2 separate regions of the Sus scrofa genome follow, and region 2 is linked to region 1. The links are chromatin contacts, called in public Hi-C maps. All regions are on one chromosome and are shown on one strand. The core of a region is the stretch at or near the end of the contact, and the rest is flanking DNA. Distances in the headings are between cores, read along the strand shown.

Evidence for each region. Hi-C and Micro-C count contacts between places; a contact is called where the count stands out from the background.
Region 2: a contact with region 1 is called in a Hi-C map of liver, with 2.5 times the contacts expected there. The contact joins the enhancer-like site here to the promoter of LOC106510300 in region 1. A contact is called at or near these places in 3 of 47 Hi-C or Micro-C datasets (embryonic fibroblasts, liver and skeletal muscle) and 2 of 2 datasets of contacts at active chromatin or transcription factors (alveolar macrophages and skeletal muscle).

What each region holds. Positions count from the first base shown.
Region 1 is chr5:21,172,893-21,177,341 of Sscrofa11.1, forward strand. LOC106510300 (basic proline-rich protein-like) reads left to right here and starts at 2,170. Exons shown (of 2, transcript XM_013997622.1): 1 at 2,170-2,478; 2 at 2,547-2,957. The coding sequence starts at 2,170. The coding sequence ends at 2,957. CD63 (CD63 antigen) reads right to left here and starts at 3,333. Exons shown (of 8, transcript XM_005663878.2): 1 at 2,781-3,333; 2 at 2,106-2,182; 3 at 937-1,125; 4 at 695-769; 5 at 497-592; 6 at 248-385. The coding sequence starts at 2,171. It overlaps LOC102162669 (a long non-coding RNA gene), which reads left to right and starts at 3,001. Exons shown (of 2, transcript XR_303407.3): 1 at 3,001-3,119; 2 at 3,512-4,347.
Region 2 is chr5:21,289,010-21,293,458 of Sscrofa11.1, forward strand. No RefSeq gene overlaps it. Among named protein-coding and RNA genes, the nearest start is that of MMP19, 5.3 kb to the left of the region's middle. Within about 2 kb of position 2,157, at least 43 of the 83 cell types and tissues checked have an H3K27ac peak or open chromatin away from gene starts, as enhancers often do. A contact at or near this core is called in alveolar macrophages, embryonic fibroblasts, liver and 1 more, where this site is marked.

The DNA.
Region 1 (4,449 bases), core at 920-3,419:
CTAGCACAAAAGACAGTAGGTAAAAGATTAAAAAAAAAAAGAAAAAGAAACTTCCCTAGACCGGCTATCTCTTCCCCACCCTCTGTACCTTTCACCCCACCCCTGGCACTGCCAGGTTCCCTCCCCATCCCTGACCCTCAATCCCCAAGGGCCCCGACCCTCTCCACCTCCAGCCCTGGTCCCTCTGGCCCCCCTCAAACATATGCCAGGTTCCCCACGTCCACTACTATCTCAGCCTCCTCCCTACCTCATTATGAATCTCCTTCACGTTGAAATTAACTCCACAGTGCTGAGTGACATTGACACAGCAGGAGTCCGGGACTCGCTTGGGTGACAGCAGGATCTTCTCCCAGTCTGTGTAGTTAGCTGCCCCGCAGCACTTAAACTAGGGGAGAGGAAAGACACAGGGAAAAGGCTGCTAAGTGAGCCCCCATCTTCACCATGGAGATGAGCACCTTCTTACCCCATTCCTCCTGCTCCCAGCAACCCCACTCACATCTTCCTGCATCCTGTCCAGGATCAATGCTGTGTGGTTGTTTTTTGGATAATTCTGCATCTGCTGCTGGAAGTCCTTATTAAATTCTGCCTTCACCTGGGAGTAGAGAGGAGCTGTGTTGAAGCCAGAATTCGGGGCACCTGGGTCCCAGAGTAGCCGGGCCTCTGAGACGAGGCCCTCCCCTTAGTCCCTGCTTACCTTGTCTCTAAACACATAGCCAGCAATGGCGGCTGCCACCTCCACCAGCATGATAAGGGACAGGAAGATGGCAAACTGCGGGCGCAAAGGACGAGAGTCAGGTTTGGCGTCTGGGCAAGGGGGGCCTGCCATTCTCAGGAACATTCACAGAAGTTTCCTTCACCCACCCACCCTCCCAAGCCCTCTCCAGAGGAACGCCCTTCCAGGAGGGCCAGGCCCCGTGCTGGCCCACCGCCACTCACTGTGACCATAAGACAGTAGTTCTCCTTGCAGGTCCCACAGCAGCCCACAAAGGCCACCAGGAAGAGGAAGGCACCCACTGCGATGATGACCACAGGCAACAGGGAGCCAGGGGTGGCCCCCTGGGTAATGGTCTGATTTAGCACGAGCTGGACCCAGATCCCCACGGCGATCAGTCCCACGGCACAGGCCTGCGGGGAGGACAGAGCAGGACTGAGAGGCCGCACAACCCATCAGCCCTCCAAGGTGGAGGGCGCGATGGACCCGGGACACAGACCAGAACCCCACTCCAGAGACGGATTCTCACACCTCCAGGGGACCTAACTGTGGGGGAGAAGGGTGAGCCATCCTTGCCAGGGAGGGCTGGGAAACTGTTCAAGGCTCTCAGAGAAGGCAGTCAGAAGGAACCACACCTTCCACAACCCGCTCCTCACCAAGGCAAAAAGAGAAGTTCCCAGAAAGCCTTGACCCCAGGGCACAAATTCCCAACAAAGAGAAGTGCTTCCTGTGAGCCTCTTCCTATGGGCCTCCAGGGCTCCCAGAACTGCCCTCTCACTGTCCTCCAGTGCCCACCACATCCTCACCAGCTGTGACTAGGGTTCCTGGGGCCCACTAGGGTTCCTCAGGACTCGGGTTCCTCAGGCCCACTAGGCCAGGGAGGAGAAGGGAGGAGGAAGCGGGGTAAGGGTGACCTGCCCCTCCCTGGACAAACAATCCTCTCTCAAGCCGGGGGCCCAGGGCAGGAGCCATCTAGGTGGACAGAGCCCTCTCCAACCCCCAAGCAGGAAGGAGGGGGTATGAGGGAATGGAGAGGAAGGGGGGGTGGAGGGTGCGGAGGGGCACCCCGTGGTGATAGCATCAAGCCGTTGGCGGGTTGCCCCACTGCCCCATATCACAAGAGGTTGGGTCACCAGACAGGAAAGGCAAGGAGGGATTACGGGGAGGGTGCTAGGCACCCAGGCCGGCCATTCTCGATCCCAAACAGTCTCAAAGATCCCTGCTTTGAGCTGGAGGAGGCGATGGCCGCGCTGCCCTCGGCCGTTAGCCGGGAGTTCCTTCCACATCTGCTCTCCAGCTGCCTTCCTTCTTGACCCCTCAGCCGTCAGCACTCCCGAGCCAGTTCTCCCCGCACCCTGCCAGCGCGCCCCCATCGTCCCCGCTCCCCACTCACGCAAAAGGCCAGCAGAAGAACGTAGAGCAAGAACTTGACACATCTCATTCCTCCTTCCACCGCCATGGCTGCCTGGCCTGGGGCACAGGGGAGGGCAGGGGGATTAGAACCGGTCGAAGGGGTATCCGGGCTTCGGAGCGCCCTGCCGGCCCTCGAGACCTCCCCTGCGCGGCCCCCATTCCCGGCCCCTCCCACCCGGAAACCCGCGGTCAGATCCACGTCTCCCAGCCCCCTCTTCTCCCTGCAGGAGAGGGGTGGGGGCGCCCGTCGCCCAGCCCGGACCCCGCCCCGCCGCGTCCCTGGCCCCGGACTGATCCAAGGGCGCCCGCTGGGGCCAGGGCTGGACGCCCACCCTGGGCCCGCCAGCCCCCAGGTGTTAAACACCCCCTCCCCACCCAACCAGCCCCCCAAAATTGTCCTCAGCTCTAGCCCGATCCCCAGGCCACTTTCCCCTGGGCTCTGACCACCGCCAAAAATAAGTGCGTCCCGCGCTCCGCATCCCACCCCTCCCGGGCCTCCGGAACTTTCCAAAGTTGCAAAGTTGCGAGGGCCTCGGGAGCAGCGGGGGAGCGAAGCCGATCTTCAGAGGCCCGGAGCGAGGCCCTGAGCGGGGAGCGGCTGGCGATTCCCCCCAACACCCCGACGCCAGAGCCGGAGCGGGCTCCGCGGCCTCACCTGGGCTCCCCGAGGCTGTGCGCTGCACTCCCGCCGCGGCTCAGGGGCTCTCTAGCTGCGCCCCCCGGCTCCGGCCCCGCCCGGCGCGCGGCCCCGCCCCGGCTCCATCCGCAGCCCCCTCCCCCGCCGAGTAGCCGCCAGCCTCCCTCATGTGACGCGAGAACAGCTGCGGCCTGAGTCACCCGGCCTGCAGGAGGAAGGCCGAGACCCCGGCCGGGTCAAGGCCACGTGGCCCCTGCCTGGAAGACGGCGCCCACCCCCCGCAAAGGGAGGGCACCAAGGGCAAGACCCCGGGGTGCCTGGGTTCTCCTGGCTTCCCCAGCCCCGTGCCAACTCGGGGTAGGAGAGGGGGACCAGGCGCCGCCTGCTTTTCTTTGGCTCAGGCAAACGGGGGAGACGTGTGAGAGCTAAAGGAGGGATGAGCGGCCCAGAGGAACCCTCTGTGCACCCAGCCCGGGCGGCGGAGCTGAGGCGAGGGGACAAGATGGTCTTCAAGAGGCCTCCTCATCCTCCACCCAGAGCCCACTCCCTTCCTCTCGCTCCAACTCTGTTCCAGCCCCTCACCCCTTCCCCGAGTCAGTAGAGGGCGCTGTTGGGTCCCTGGGATAGGGTGGGTCGCGAATAAACACTTTTAGAAAGTCCCTGGCTTCACATCCTGGGGGTCCCCCACCATTCTAGAAGGGGTGTTCCTTCTCTCCGCTCCCATTGTTAGTCCATTCTCCATTTTGTAGGATTCCGGAGGAGTGAGCGGAGAAATAGAGGAAGCCTTTCCCAGGACATCCCACCCCGTCAGTCATGATGCGTCATGAATGAGGTCCCTCCCTCCACTCCCGGATCAGCCTGTTACCCGGGAGGCGTGCCGAGGACACTTAGGCGAGCACAGCACGTATTCCCTGCATTTTCCTCGCCCGTCCTGGACAGCCCAGGGGCAAAGCCTGGAGAGGACTGGAAGGTGAGGGGGGGGTGGGCTCCAGAAGAAACTGTGTGAACGGGGCAAGGACGGAACCAGCCACCACACCGCTGCCCGCCCAGCCTGAACCCACCCCTTGCGTTTTTCTGGTCCTGCCTGAAGAACCATTTCCTGAGCTGTGGTGTGTGTACACAAAGAAGGAAGGAAACTTTAAGAGCAAAAGGAAGGCGCACTGGGCTGGGCTGGGCTGAGAACCAGTTTCCAGGATCACTATCTTCAAGCGAAACACACCAAGCCCCTTCTGGACATTGCTCCCCAGTTATCACCTGCAGGCAGGCTGGGGAGGAGGAGCCAAGACTCCGAAGAAAGGAGTATTCCTCTGTTTCTGCCAGGCATGTGCTGGGCACAGGGCCAGCGAGGTGAGGAAGTTGATGGCCCTGTCCTCTGCCAGCAGGCAGAACCAAGCCCACACTGTGAATAGACGCAGAAACCCCTGGTGGCAGCTGGACTAGCTCAGAGGGAGGGGCAGGAGGTGCCGATGCCCCAGAGGGAAAAAGAAAAAGATTTCACAGAGGTGGGTGGTGCTCTCCCAGGGGAGCTTGGCGAATAAAAGGGCAAGCATCAGTTCCAGTGCCAAGGAAAGGGCCAGGTGTAAAAGAGGAGTCGTTTTGTTTATTTATTTATTTATTTTTAATTTTTGTCTTTTCAGGCATACGGAAGGTCCCAGGCTAGGGGTTGAGTCAGAGACAACCACAGCAA
Region 2 (4,449 bases), core at 907-3,406, 120 kb after region 1:
CTTGGAAGTCCCTGAGGGATGGCACCGCTTTTTTTTTTTTTTTTTTTTTGGCCACACTCTCGGTGGCACATGGAAGTTCCCAGGCCAGGGATCGAATCTGAGCCGCAGCTGTGGCCACACCAAATCCTTAACCCACAACACTGGGCTGGGGATCCAACCTGCATCTCTGCAGAGACCAGAGCTGCTACAGTTGGATTCTTAACCCACTGCGTCATAGCCCACAGTGGGAACTCCGGAGCCACTTTTAGATACTAAGGAGCCAAGGAGAGATCAGAGTGAAACAGTAAAATCTGCCAAATAACTCATTTCGTTTAAATCTCCGCAACAACATCCCTGTGGGCTGGCGTTCTCACCTTCTCCAGAAAAGGAAACTGAGTCTCTAATAGGTTGCTTCAGGTCACAGAGCTAAGGAAGCAGCAGAGCCTCAGACTCAAGCTCTGATCTTTGCCGTCTCCAAAGAGTTGCCGCAGGAACCCAAACAAACCCCTTGAGCCAGGAGCTGCAGGCCGGGCATGTATGCAAGACTGCATGACTAACTGTTCCCATAACGGCATCATGACCACCCCTTCCGCCAGCCCCCCTGAGCCGGGCTGACCCAACTCTTTTTTCCTCTGAATTTGTCATCTCTCACTGGGGGAGATATGGGAATGTGTGTGAAGGGTTAGGACATGTGGTCTGTCTGCCCCAGAAAGAGAACATGAGTCGAGAGAAAGATCTCCTGGGTTCTTTGGCTGGCTTACTCCCTGGAAACTGGTTTCCCTCTCTGCTCACACATTGTGACAGAACGGTTTGTATAGAAAGATTCTTAATTAAAATATTTTAGGAGTTCCCTTGCGACACAGTGGGTTAAAAGGATCCAGTGATATCACAGCTGTGGGTCAGGTTCCATCCCTGGCCTGGGAACTTCCACATGCCAAGAATGCAGCCAAAATATTAATAATAATAATAATAATAATAATATAATATATTTCTGGAGTTCCTGATCTGGTGGCTTGGGTCACTGAGGAGGCAAGGGATTGATCCCTGGCCCATTTCAGTGGGTTAAGGGATCAGGTGTAGTTCGCAGCCACAGCTCAGATTCAATCCCTGGCTTTGTTAACGTCCATGTGCCATGGGAGTGGCCTTAAAAAATAAAAAAAAAAAAATAAAGATTTTAACAGTAGCAGCAGGGAGCAGGTAAGACTCTGAGAGTTATGTTTGTTTATTTTTGGTTTTGTTTTTTCATTTTTGGCTGCCCTGAAGCATATAGAGCTCCTGGGCCAGCGATCAGATCCTTAACCCGCTGTGCCAGGCCGGGGATCAAACCTGCATCCCAGCACTCCCAGTCACCAATCCTGGTGCACCACAGTGGGAGCTCCACTGTGAGTACTTTCTGATGATCTGGGTCTGTGGGGCTGTGGGTGGAAGGCAAAGGTTGGTAGGAGGTCTCTAAGTTCAGGAGAAGCCGATCTCTAAACCATCTCCCACCCTCCTCTGACAGCCATCCTGAATGAGTGAATGGGTGGCCTGAATGGGGTGGCCTGGGGGGCTAGTCATCCTAAAATAGAAAGGGCAAGTCTGGGGCCTGAAGTAGGAAATCAGAGGTGAGAAAATGAAAGGTGGGAGTTCCCGTCATGGCTCAGTGGTTAACGAATCCGACTAGGAACCATGAGGTTGTGGGTTCCATCCCTGCCCTTGCTCAGTGGGTTAATGATCCGGCGTTGCTGTGAGCTGTGGTGTAGGTTGCAGACACGGCTTGGATCCCATGTTGCTGTGGCTCTAGCGTAGGCCGGCGGCTACAGCTCCGATTTGACCCCTAGCCTGGGAACCTCCATATGCCACGGGAGTGGCCCAAGAAATGGCAAAAACGGCAAACAAACAAACAAACAAAAAAAAAAAAAATGAAAGGTGTAGCCAAGTTAGAAGTAGCCTAGACCCTGCTCCTGACCTAGAGAAATGCAGGAGAAATGCGGTCTTAGCCTCTGGCCTGTTTTCCGTTCAGAGCCCAGAGGGAGTCAGGAGAGAGGGAACGCACCCTGGTAGAATGGGATTGAGTTCAAGCCGCCAAGCTGTTACCTTGGAAACCTCTGTTTTTAAGAGGACCCCCCCAACACACACACACACTCCTTTCATTAGTCATGAGTTCCTAGAAGCCAAATAGGACTAGTGGCCAGGATTGTGCACAGCTGGAATGAGTTAGTAACCAGGAAGTGGGAGGGGTTTGGGATGGCTCAGGCCTGGGCCAGCATAATCTGTTCCCAGGATGTCCCAAATTTCCTCAATCCCTATTACAAACACTTGTTAGCATTCCCTCCCACCCAGTGCTCCTTGAACGCGCACCCCATCTGGGACTGGCCTGAACTGGCTTGGTTGAGAGGACATCAGACTCAAATCCTTAAGTTCTTCAGATCCTGTCACAGTGTTGGGGAGACCAAGTTTTTTGTTTTGGCTTTTTAGGGCCACACTCATGGCATATAGAGGTTCCCAGGCTAGGGGTACAATAGGAGCTGCAGCTGCCAGCCTATGCCACAGCCACAGCAATGCCAAATCCAAGCCACATACGTCTGCAACCTACACCACAGCTCACGGCAACACCGGATCCTGAACCTCCTGAGCCAGGCCAGGGATGGAACGTGCATCCTCATGTATACTAGTCAGGTTCATTAACCGCTGAGCCACAACAGGAACTTCCAAGGGAAGACCAAGGTCTGCTCCCCTTCTCCAATTCAGACAAAGGTGTTATCCCATAGAACGACCCTGGAGATGCTGGAGGCTTCTGCTGATGGCGCCATTACCTGGCACAGTGCTGAGGGATGCATGAAGAGATAATGTCTTGGAGTTCCCTCGGTAGCGCAGTGGTTAACGAATCTGATTAGGAACCATGAGGTTGAGGGTTCGATCCCTGGCCTCGCTCAGTGGGTTAAGGATCCAGCATTGCCATGAGCTGTGGTGTAGTTCGCAGACGCAGCTCGGATCCTGCGTTGCTCTGGCTCTGGTGTAGGCCGGTGCCTACAGCTCCGATTAGACCCCTAGCCTGGGAACCTCCATATGCCGTGATGTGGCCCTAGAAAAGATTAAAAAAAGAAAAAAAAAAAAGAGAGAGAGAGATAACATCTAGCCTCTGGATGAAGGAGAGGAGTAGAGGAATAAGGAGTTTAACTGTTCTTTTAGCATCTGGGATGATAGGGAAATGATGGTAACAAAAGGATTTTTGCGCCTTTCTGGGAACGACAACATTTCCCCCCTTTTTTTTCTTTCTTTCCTTTTTTTAAAAAAACTCAGTGAATCTTCTTATATTTATAGTTGCGCAACCATCATCACAATCCAGTTTTACATTTCCAGAGTTCCCTGGTTGCTCAGTGGGTAAAGGATCTGGCATTGTCACTGCAGCGGCTCGTGTTGCTGCTGTGGCGTGAGTTCAGTCCCTGGCCCAGGAACTTCCACATGCTGCAGGTGTGGCCAAACAAAGAAAAACACAAAACAAAACAAAAAACCCCCACATTTCCATCCCCAAATCCTTTTACTTAATAAAAACCAAACTGATCAGAGTTCCCTTGTGATGCAGCAGGTTAAGCATCTGGTGTTGTTACTGAAGGGGCTCAGGTCCCTGCTGGGGTGCCGTTTCCATCCCTGGACTGGAAACTTCCACGAGCCACAGGCCTGGTGGGGGAAAAAAAAAACAACCAAAAACCCAAACTGAGCTTTATTGCTTTTCTCAAGCAAATTGGGATGTGAGGGAGAACTTTGGCCTCCTGTCTAAATTCTATGACCCCAGGAAACAGATCTACCCTAATGTTTGGGGACTAGCATAGCCTGGAAAATCTATGTTTGGCTCACTTTAGTGTTGGCAAAAGTGTTTGTTAGGGGCTTGGCAAGGGACAGAGTTTGGCACTGACTTCCCCTTTTGAAGAGGGTAGAAACCAGATGGGGGAGGGGAACCTTGGGAAAGACCCAAATTTCACTGTTTTCTGTCAAGCCAGCTACTGTGGAGAAGGCTGTTGGGGTGAGAAGGCTGCCCTTGATGGGGGAAGCATCTAGGGAGAGGGTTCTCTGCATCCCCTCCTTTGCCTCTCACTGGCTTAAGAAGGATAGTGGGTGTTCCCCAGTGTAGTTCTGTTTTTGTTTTTTAGGGACTTCATTAATTACATAATGGAGGAAGCATCGACACTGGACAAGCATATCCTGCACAGAGTGAGGGAAAAAGAGCTAAAGGATTTTAAAGTGACAGAGGGGCACGATTCCAGTTTGAGTTGGAGCTGCAGGCAGTTTTGGCATAATGAGCACTGCCTCTTAGCTGTGAAAGAAATTTCTGAAAAGGGAAATAGGAAACAAGAGCTGAGAATGACCATGGAGACAGAGTCTCCTTGCCTGCCCGCTTGCATCTCTCACAAGCGTTCTATCCTAATAAATATATTTCTTGCAAAAAAATAAAAATAAAAAAGAGAGAGAAAGACCACCGATCCTAAGGAA